2 separate regions of the Sus scrofa genome follow, and region 1 is linked to region 2. The links are chromatin contacts, called in public promoter capture Hi-C maps. All regions are on one chromosome and are shown on one strand. The core of a region is the stretch at or near the end of the contact, and the rest is flanking DNA. Distances in the headings are between cores, read along the strand shown.

Evidence for each region. Promoter capture Hi-C pulls out the DNA fragments that hold promoters and counts their contacts.
Region 1: a promoter capture Hi-C map of fetal skeletal muscle shows a contact between it and region 2, with 8 times the contacts expected there. The contact joins the promoter of DLX2 here to the promoter of DYNC1I2 in region 2. A contact is called at or near these places in 4 of 5 promoter capture datasets (fetal liver, fetal skeletal muscle and liver), 9 of 47 Hi-C or Micro-C datasets (embryonic fibroblasts, epiblast stem cells, fetal heart ventricle and 5 more) and 1 of 2 datasets of contacts at active chromatin or transcription factors (alveolar macrophages).

Annotation. Positions count from the first base shown.
Region 1 is chr15:78,202,495-78,207,828 of Sscrofa11.1, forward strand. It overlaps DLX2 (homeobox protein DLX-2), which reads right to left and starts at 1,770. Exons shown (of 3, transcript XM_003133477.4): 1 at 1,023-1,770; 2 at 343-527. The coding sequence starts at 1,419.
Region 2 is chr15:77,801,415-77,806,725 of Sscrofa11.1, forward strand. DYNC1I2 (dynein cytoplasmic 1 intermediate chain 2) reads left to right here and starts at 2,187. Exons shown (of 17, transcript NM_001243495.1): 1 at 2,187-2,328; 2 at 3,374-3,490. The coding sequence starts at 3,383.

The DNA of each region.
Region 1 (5,334 bases), core at 520-3,019, 400 kb after region 2:
AAAACAACCCGAGACGGCTGATGTGTGTGCCCTGAGGGGGTGGTGACAGCGGGAGAGGGTCAGTAGAGCCAATTGTTTTACCCGCTTAATCAGTAGTGCGCTGGAAGACAGCTTGGTGCGAGATTTCTGCCCACCCTCGTTCTTTCCTTTTCTCACACGAAGTGGCCCCCTGGGGGATTTCAGCTTCCGGTGTAGAAGTTTAGGCCGCCCAAGGCACGCACGGCCTCGAAATCCTTAAAATCACTTCTAAAAATATTTTAAAGACACAGTCTTGAACCCGCCTGCTTCTCGGCCATCCCCGGCCAGCGCCCTCCTCGTGCCTCCCAGGCCGCGAGCCCTCACCTGAGTCTGGGTGAGGCCCAGAGACGCCGCCAGCTCGGCTCGCTCGGGCAGTGCCAGGTATTGAGTCTTTTGGAAACGCCGCTGAAGAGCTGCCAGCTGGAAACTGGAGTAGATGGTTCGAGGTTTCCGGACTTTCTTTGGCTTCCCGTTTACTATCCGGATTTCAGGCTCGAGGTCCTCTTTCTCTGCAGTGAAGCGGAATCATGAGAACCGCGCGATCAGGGGAGCCCAGGAGTTCCCGCCCGCCAGGAGGGGAGCGTGGAACCTGGCCTAAGCTGGGAGGCGGGTTCTTGGGGACGCTCTGCGGCGCTCAGGCACAACTTCGCCATGGGCGGACCCATGCCGCCACCAAACCAGGGAGCTAGCTCCTCCAGGGAAGGGAGGACGGGAGCAAAAGCGGGAGAAAAGAGCAGCAGGTGGTAAGGAAATGAGGTTACCGAGGCATGCACAGTGCACCCATTCGGCCGCCGAGGCGACCTGGTCCCACAAACTGAGTACCGAGGGACATACCCAGTGATCCTCGGCCGACTGGAAGTTGAGGAGGTAAAGGGCGAGGGGCGAGCGGGGAGCCGGCAGAGTGAAAGGCGAGGGCTCCGGATGGACCCCTGCCCCAATCATTTTTATCCCACCCATCCCAGTAACCAGACCGACTTTGCACCCTAGATGTCAACCACGCATACCAGGTTCGTTGTTGGCCGGGGACGAACTGGTCCCGTAGGGCGCGTAGGAGGTGTAGGCGGCGGTGTAGCCCAGGTCGTAGCCACTCTTGGCTGAATAAGGGACGTTGTTGAGGCCGCTGGCGTGGTACTGGTAGGAACCCATGTGCGCGTAGGGTGAGCCCCCACCGCCGCCTCCGCCGCCCGCTGGGTGTTGCTGGTTGGTGTAATAGCTGCTGTCGGTAGCTGTGGACACCGGGAGGGTGGGCGACTCCTGGGGCTTGTGGAGGCTGCTGCCGTTGCTGCCGCCGGGGCCAGCGCCGCCGCCGCTCGGGGGCTGCTGGTGCTGGTGGTACGTGCTGGAGGCCGTGATCTGGGTCGAGTGCATATCAGCCACCAGACTGTCAAAGACTCCAGTCATCCTGGCCCGGGACGGGAAAGAGCCGGGGTGGCGGGCGCGAGGGGGGTAGTGAGGCGCCTCCTCCGTCTCTCGCAGTCCCCTCCAGCAGCCAATGTAATTACAGTGGGGGAGGGGGGAGGAAAACAAGAAATGTAGCAATGGTCTAGGCAACTCCTCCTCCGGGGGAGGCGATCACCGTGCACTGCTCTGGACAGCTGCCGCGGGCCGCATCCTCTCTCCGCCTCTCGGGCCGCTCGGTCCTTTGCCCCGCGCGGGCTCGGGCAGGGGGCGGGCAGTGGAGGGGGCAGGGGTGGCGGGGCCTGGCCAGGGCTCCGGGAGGTGGGAGCAGGTGAGCTGCCGGGAGCTGCTTTACGATTGTCTGCGGGGCGGGCTCCTGCAGGGTGGGCATTTAACACTCGTCACGTGAGCTCAGGCGACGTCACCTAGCAACAGCCAATCGAAAGCGCCGGGCCGCGAATCTAAGGGCGCCCAGGAACACCCGACGGGGGGGGGGCAGTGTCACTGTGCGGGCGCTGCTGCTGCCTTGGTCTTGGGTGCAGACTGGCGGCTGCTGAATATGACTTACTGGGCGAGGAGTGGAGTGGGGGCGGTGGGGAGTCAGGGTGGCCAGCTTCAGGAGGTCATAAGGCGTGAAGATGGAGACCGGCATTTCGCCTCAGAGGAAGAGGAAATTGGGGTCTCCCATTCCATTCTGCGTACAAGTGCCAACCAATTCCAGTGATTCGTACCTTCATGTCCGAGGTCAGCTTTCCAACATTAATTAAAGGAAAGCAGTGTCGAAAGCCCAGCCAGCTCTAGCTCCGCTTTTCCTCAAAGGGTCTGGTGTTTACTATTTTCAGCCACTCTGCACTCCAGCCAATTGATTTGATTTAAATTATCCATAAACTACGGATAATACCTGCTTCCTAACCGACCCACAGAGATATTAGGACAATTAATTCGATACTATTTAAACTATTTTCCTTGTCGTTTGAGAGAAAAGCTATATAAATTCAAAGGTTGCTCTTATTATTAAGGTTATTGCTAATGATATATTTGAAACCGTTTTCCCTTGTACTTTTCTGACATGCAGAGACTCAGAGTAATTACGTGTATCTGGTGGCTAATTGACAACTGATAAAACGATCCTGAGGATTTCCTCTATAGGAAAGCTAGACTAAACTGACCAGATGGCCTTCAAAGTACATTCTAACTTTATAATTCCACGTTTTTACGAAAAAGGAAATGGGATAATTTTTCAGTGAGAGAGTCATCTCGATGCTACAAAACTTGGTACGTTTACAGAAACAAATAGAAAAGTTTTATCTCTCGCACTTAACCCTGTTTTTACAATTTTTTCACTTTAGGACCATGTTTTGCCCTATCATCGCAATTTCCTCTTTTAAGTCTCAAGTGTCGACCTCCTCTCTATCTCTATTACCTGGTGATTGGGAATCATGGCCCAGAGTGGAAGAACTCTCGACTTTACTGAACTCCGCAGTTCCTGCCTTGTGGCGCCACCTGGTGGAGGTGTTTGTGGTTGCGGCGGGACCAGTAGACGGTTTAATCACGCCTAGGCGCCAGTCTTTGAAACACCCCAAAAGAACAAAATAGTAATTAAAAGCCACAAAATTGTGCTAGTGCGCACCATCTGAAGCACCCCTTTCTAAAGACATAACATTTTGCTGAAAGAACTTGTTACAACAACTGCCTAATGGAAAACAAGTTGATACTTTGAAAAATATCATCTTTGGTTTTCTTCCCCAGAAAAAGCAAGTGTGTAATTAAAACTCCAGCATCCACACAGAACACTCTCTGCAGAATAGTGAGGTGGTAATCCACCTTCAAATCTTCCAGATTTAGTTCTTAGTCTTCCTTTTGGTTTCAAAATGCCCCTGGATGAAGAGGGCTGAGCTAGATAGAAAGCTTTGGGAGATGGGGCTCACCGCCATGGGACATATAGCCTGCTGCTTTGTGGGCTCCAGTCACAAAGTTAACCTCTTGATATTTAATCAGGATTGCCTTTTGGTGTCTTGACACCAAATTCCAAGTTTTTCTGTCACCACAGTGGTAGCTGTTTTGACCTGAGTTTGAAACTTGTTTTCCCCGTGAAAGTGAAATATAAAAGATCTAATTTCTGTAGTCTTGCCTTCTCTCTTTCCTCTGTTCCTCTCTTCCCACCCCAGACATGTCTTCCAGATCTATTCATGGTGGCAAGTGTGTTGTTTTATTATCTATGACAACCTGCATTAATAGCCTAAAGTCCAGGTCAGCGGAGATCTGGAAAATAGCCCCTTCCTTGAAGGAACTATGACCCCAGGCCCCCATTAACTGGACAGCAAGGAACTGTGTGCATGTGGGAGAAAAGACCAGAGGCAATGAACAAAGAGAGAGAGAGGCAGAATTTACAACTGCACTTGAAGAATCAAGAAAAGACTTGAGACATTAATTCTGATAATCTGGACACAAATCTGGGTTTGCCTAAATTATCTGATCATTGCATCACACTATTCACATGACTTCTTCACTTTGGTCTAAAGTCAGGGAGACAGCAGTAGAGAATCTACACTCTTGTCTGCAGTTCAGAGCAGTTATGCTTCTCTCCACAGTGATCAGAGAGGGGTTTAGCGGGGCTCAGACAGCGTTTGGGGGAATGGAGATGGATCCCTGCAGCCAAAATTCCTGTTCGGCCTCAGGGCACTCTCCTTTTCTGCTCTGCTTTCGGGTTTTCTCTCTCTGCCTGGGCTGGCTTGCTTATTATTTGTTTATTTAACACTGAAGGGACCCGAAGGAGGATGGGAGAAGAGGGAGGGGCTCAGTGTCTCTGCTCTAATCATATATGATCTAACACTATCGCTGAGACCTTTCCACTTTGGATCCCATGCCCACCAGGTTGTCTGGAAGGCACTTTGGTCAAAGAGTCTCACCATCGCCTGCCTCCCTTGGGAACCTTGTGAGAACCCTTGCAGGCAAGGACGGAATTATTGTTCCCATTGTAAAGATGGACACTGAGGCTCCAGGGTAGAAATGACTTCCTTTGAGTTAGGTACCCTTCCTATCTCTGTTGATATAGTGCAAACCACAAGGTATTTACTGCAAGCCTTGGTTGAACAGCTGCCAGTCTCCTGCAGACAGCAAGCAAGTCTGGAGAACAGGTCTGCTGTGTCTTCCTTTCAGGCCCCTGCCATCCGGGAGACTTTCTTTGGCTCCACGGAGAGAGCCTGTGCTGGACTGTTGGAGCCCCCCACCTCACAGAAAGCCGCCTGGGGAGGGGGTACGGTGGGAGAGAAGATGCCCCCTGCCAGCAGGGAGCGTAGGCTGAGGGCCAGAGTGCCATTTGTGCACAGTGGGGACAGGCTCATTCTCACTCCCCTACCCTATTCAGGGTCACACACGCTGCTGCTAGACTGCCCCACTCTGCACTCTGTCGTCCAGGGTCCCAGGTACACAGGTTTCTGGGCCATGGGTCCGAGTGGCATTCTTTCGTGTTTTCGTCCCCTGCGCTTTTGAACTTTTGGGGGCTTGGTCCTAGAAATCACAGACGTTGGAGAGGGTAGGGGTTTGGTTTATGGGAGTCTCCCGTCTCCACCTTTCCAGGACCAGGCCAGCTGTGCTCTCATCCCTTCTTCACTGGCCATTGCATCTTCTTGGGTATAATCCAAGCCCAATCCTTTCACGTTGCTAGAGTCTTTTTTTTTTTTTTTTTTTTTTCCCACCTGTGGCATATGGAGGTTCCCAGGCTTGGGGTCCGATCAGAGCTGTAGCCGATGGCCTACACCACAGCCACAGCAACGCAGGATCTGAGCCGCATCTGCGACCTACACCACAGCTCACCACATTGCCAGATCCTTAACCCACTGAGCCAGACCAGGGATCGAACCCACAACCTCATGGTTCCTAGTCGGATTCGTTTCCAGATTCGTTTCTGCTGCTCCA
Region 2 (5,311 bases), core at 937-3,436:
GAATTTAAAATTCTTAGATACCTGGAGCTCTGCCCTACATTGTAGTGACAGAGAAAGAGCTGACTCCTAAATGCCAGCCCCAAACTCGTGTCTTTCTCCTCAGCGCCACACCACACTGCAAAGGACATCAAGTGTACACATTTATTTATTTATTTTAAAATCTTTTTTGGCCGTTACATGGCATATGGAGTTCCTGGGCCAGGAATCATATCTGAATCACAGTTACAACCTACGGAAACACGGGATCCTTAACCCACTGTGCCAGGCCAGGGTTGCAACCTTCGTCCCAGCACTCCGGAGATGCAGCAGGTCTCGTTGCACCATAGTGTGAACTCCCAAGTGCACATATTTAGACACCAAACTTACTAATCCATATAGTACCTGCACATAGTGGGTAATCAATAGCAATTTTTTAAATTGGTAAATGGAGTCTCAATATTAGGAAAAAATAAAAAATTAAAAGGTAATACAGTAATAAAGCTCTTTGAAAGTTTAGGTTATGGGGGAAAATCTTGGAATGTGAAGGATATTCTTTCTCAGATTTATTTCTGAGAAATTTATCTTGTATATAGGCAGGGCATGACAAGGTAAAGACTAGACAAAGGCCCAAGTATTCAGATTTTGAATCCTAAGGATTACCGCTAGATTTGGGCAATGTCCTTCTAGAATATGATAAAAACATTAGTTTGGTATAAGCTTTAATTCTTGCCAGATAATGTTTTAAATTAAGTAATTTTTAAAAATTGATTCAATCCACATATTTCCAGTAAATTCATATTCTTATAACTTTTGCTTTCTTTGTGTATTAAAAAATCTAAAAAGACAAAAAAAAATCTAAAATGGTGGGAACATTCTTGCTTGGTTTAGATTTCAATAGTATGAAACGTTTTCTTTTCAAAAATTGTTTGAGAGAAAACCCAAATGCTACCTACCACATTGCAACAAAACACTGAGAAATTATTATTTGCTATACTGATTAACATATTCTTACTGATTCATTGATTGTAACAATAATCATTTTATTTGCAAGCTCAAATAAATATTCCATGTGTACAGGCTGAAATTTAAGAGGAAATACAGGAATCAGAGGCTTTATTGATAATTTTCATAACAGTAACACTCCCAATGAGCAAATTTACAACCACAAACACTAGTAAAAACTGAGTAAGGATTTATAAATCTTTTTCTTTTTTTTTTTTTTTTTAGGGCCACACCTGTGGCATATGTAAGTTCCTAGGCTAGGAGTTGAATCCAAGCTGCAGCTGCCAGCCTACACAACAGCCACAGCAATGCCAGATCAGAGAGGCATATGCAACCTATGCAGCACTTTGCAGCAACATCAGATCCTTAACCTACTGAGTGTGACCAGGAATTGAACCTGCATGCTCATGAATACTAGTTGGGTTCTTAACCTGCTGAGCCACAACAGAAACTCCGACAAATCTTTTTCTAATTAAACACAATTTCTCACATTTTTTGACAGAATTATGTTACACTACACTTTCAAAATTAATATTTTATATTTTGCTTAAGATGACACATGAAACCTCTATACCGTGGTTGGTTGGTTTGCTTTTGTTTTTTTGTTTCTAATACTGATAATACATACTGTAAAAAGTGTTCTTCAGATGTGCAGTGTAATACATAGGTTCACCACTGGAAAATAACATTTTTTAAAATTAGCAATGTAGAGTCAAAGATCCTAAGATATAACACATACAACATTGGGAGAACTGACCAACAGATGAGACTACAATAAAGAGAAGTGTGATAAGTTTCTTTTGGGAAACTTGAAGGCCTGTACATGGGCAAGCCAAAGACTAAGAAATACTACATGTCCCAGCACACTTTGCGACTACCATTGGCCACAACTCCCAGAGTGCATTGCTTGCCTCACGCAGGTTTCTCTTGAAGCTGGGGCTTGTAGTTCTCCCAGATAGTTTCAATCTGTGCGGCAAGGGCGGCGTTTGCTTACCCAGCCCCAGGCAATTAGGCTTAGTCTTTCCGTTTTCGGCAAAGCGGAAACACTTCGCGCCCCTGGGTGGATTCTTTGTCTCATCTCTTGGCTTCATCTTCACACAGGTAAGTCGCAGAGGGGCTGCAATTCCCCACAGCAGAGCCCCTCACTTCCTTTTTGGAGCGACCTCGTTGTGGTGAAGCCATTTGTCCCTACTCTCTTGCCGTAGCAGCCGCCGCCCATCCCTCTTTGTGTGCTTGGGCAAGCCGTGGAGCTAGTGGCGGCGACTGTTGGCGTTGAAGGCAAAGGAGAGGGGACGTTACGGGGAAGTTGCTGACAGGCGGTCTCTTCCACACCCCGCCATCTGACAGGTGGGTTGACTGCCCTTCGCTCTGGGCCCTTCTGTCTCCTGTGTCTCACGTTAGGACTCTAGGGGCGGCTTGGCAGTATCTGCTGACAGCGCCGCCCGGTCTGGTTCCCGGAGGGAGAGGCGGGAAGAGCCAGGTGCGGTGACTCAGGAAGGCCGGGGAAAACGACTGCATCCCTTCCCTTCTGGACCCTACGGAGGTGCCCCGAGGAGCCTCGAGGCGTGTCGAGGCCCCCTCCCCCGGACGCCCTGTTCTGGACCGCGCCCTCTTAGCCGTGACCCCAGGGGAGAAGTGACTTCTTTTCCCCTTGCTCCATTTTATAAAGAAAAGTCATTACTACTTGCGTTGACAGCGTTTTCCCTCACCCAGTCTGTGCTGCCAAGTACCCGAATGCGGAGGTTGTAGCACAAAATTCCAGAGACTATTTCTTCCTTGGAGTTTTAAGAAAGTGAACATGTCAGTCTTGAGGCTCCGGCCTCTGTGAGATAGAGCGGGGCCTGTCAGCTGTATGCAGTTATTCCGTCACTTTGTTGTTGGGCTTTGACTAAAAACATACATACTTTATTTTACAGTTATTGATGGTAATTTGGGGGTTTTGCTTGTCCTTAATATTAGTTTTACACGGTAGTTTTAGAATTCATAGGAATTTTGTCTCACCGCCTGTTTTATTCAGTTTCTAGGAATGAATGCAAAACTTTGGTAATAGATTTGATCCGTGTTTTGTAGCCTAGGAGCTTTTAATGCCAACCCCTTATCATTTGTTTTAAGAGCCAGAGACATTGTGTTACGTTTGGGCATGTGAACATTAAAGGTGCTAGCTACCGTGGTCAACTCTGAATATTTATTTCTTATATACATTTGTTTATAGTGTTTTTCCGGTGTTAGTAATATATATGCTTCCATTATTTTAAAAGTAGAGTTTCTGTGTTCTCTTTAGACAGAATTGAACTATATGGTCTCTTGAGACAGTTCTTAAAGACTAATTTTTTAAAAAAGTGCTGCTTTTGCCAGTGGAATGATGATTGTAAATAATTATATGCTTCTTAAGGTCTCAAACATGTCTGACAAAAGTGAATTAAAGGCAGAGTTGGAACGTAAGAAGCAGCGATTGGCCCAAATCAGAGAGGAAAAGAAGAGGAAAGAAGAAGAAAGGAAGAAAAAGGAAGTATGTTTGACTTTTTAAAAATATACATAAAATAATTGGATTTTAAGTACTTATACCTCTAGATAATACTTTGAGTACAGATAAAAATCCCAGCAGTTGTGACTGTAAATATAGCACTCTAGGTGAAAAGTTCAAAGTACATATTTAGTCTTCTAGGAGTATGTTTACTATATAGAGCAAGAAGCATCTGCCTTGTTAGAGCTTATAAAACTTGGCTATGTGAAATTTCCCTCAGCTCAGTGGACCCCACTAGTATCCATGAGGATGTGGGTTTAGTTTCTGGCCTTGCTCAGTGGGTTAAGGATCCAACATTGCCATGAGCTGTGGTGTAGGTGGCAGACATAGCTTGGATCTGGCATTACTGTGGCTGTGGTGTAGGTTGGCAGCTGCAGCTCCAGTTAGACCCCTGGCCGGGGAACTTCCATATGCTGCAGATGTGGCCCTAAAAAAAAAAAAAAAAAAAAAAAAAAAGAATAAAAGTCATATGTATCATAACTTAGTTTGGAATTCAAACTTATCTGAATATTTTACTAGTCTGAACTGCTGGTAATTTCTTAGAATAGATAATGGCAAAGAGAAATATGCATTATTAATTAGGGGATTGTTTAATTGGTATTATTATCATGAGTTAGTCACTGAAATATCTTTATGGGTATCCATGCAAATATCTGCATGGGTGGTGGGTCTGATACTATCATAAAGGTGAACTAGGTACTTATGTCTTCTGATCTGGGGCATCATTTCATCATGTGTGGCAAAAGTACGTTGACCCTGAGTTGGAGATATTTTACTTGATCCTATATTGAAATGTACATTTGTCCCTTTGGAAATTGTTTAGACATACTTGTATATTTTTTTTTATCACTGTTTTAAATAGGCACTGTTAAGATAGTTTGTCCTAAGTGTGACATTAGTCTCAGGTTTTTTCTATGTGGTAGCCTAAACAGTAGCCAGGACTTCTAGGAATCTCTTAAGGAAAAAGAAAAATCAGTAGCAGAAAAATTGAAGGTACAATTTATGTGCAGCATTTCTATGATGGTGTAAGGCCTGTAATTGAAGAATTGATTCTCTAGTTGATTCCAAACCTTTTTGTGATCCATTATTATAAGAGGGTTGGAGGTGTAAGTTATCTATTTGATTAAAAGCTGATAGCATGAATCAGACTGGCAGAGCCATTCCAAATTAGCATCTATAGCCTTAAACTCTTTTTTGTTTTTTGACCATGCCCAGGGTATGTGCAAATTCCCAGGCCAGGGATTGAACTCATGCTGCAGTTTCGGCCTCTACAACTGAGGCAACGCGGATCCTTAATCCTCTGCACCACCTGGGAAATTTCTATAGCCTTAAACTCTTTAGGGCTGACAGCAAATTTGTTTTTTGTTTACTAAAGATGGCCATAAGTGGCCCTAAGAAATATCTGTTACACGATTTATATCTAATTGAAAGTTTATAAAACATTACAAGAGATATTAAATTGTAGAAATACAACTAAATAGTTTTAAACAATGAGTCTATTAATATATAATTCTATACGGGTAAAGTGTCCATTTGATGATTTGTTTGGCTATTTTGATGAAATTTTCTGATGATTTCAAGTGAAAAATGATATCATAGATTATGCTTAACAAGACTCACTGCAGACAATTTTATGAGTAATAGTTATCTAACTGAAATAGACCTTAGAGGGTTTCCCTTGAAGCCTTAAATTTCACTTGAGATGTTTTGAATTTTCTAGGAGAATTGAGGTTTATCTAGTTTAACTGGAAGGCTTTGCTAAAACTATAAATGACTGAAATATAAGTTGGCAAAAATTTCAGTAAT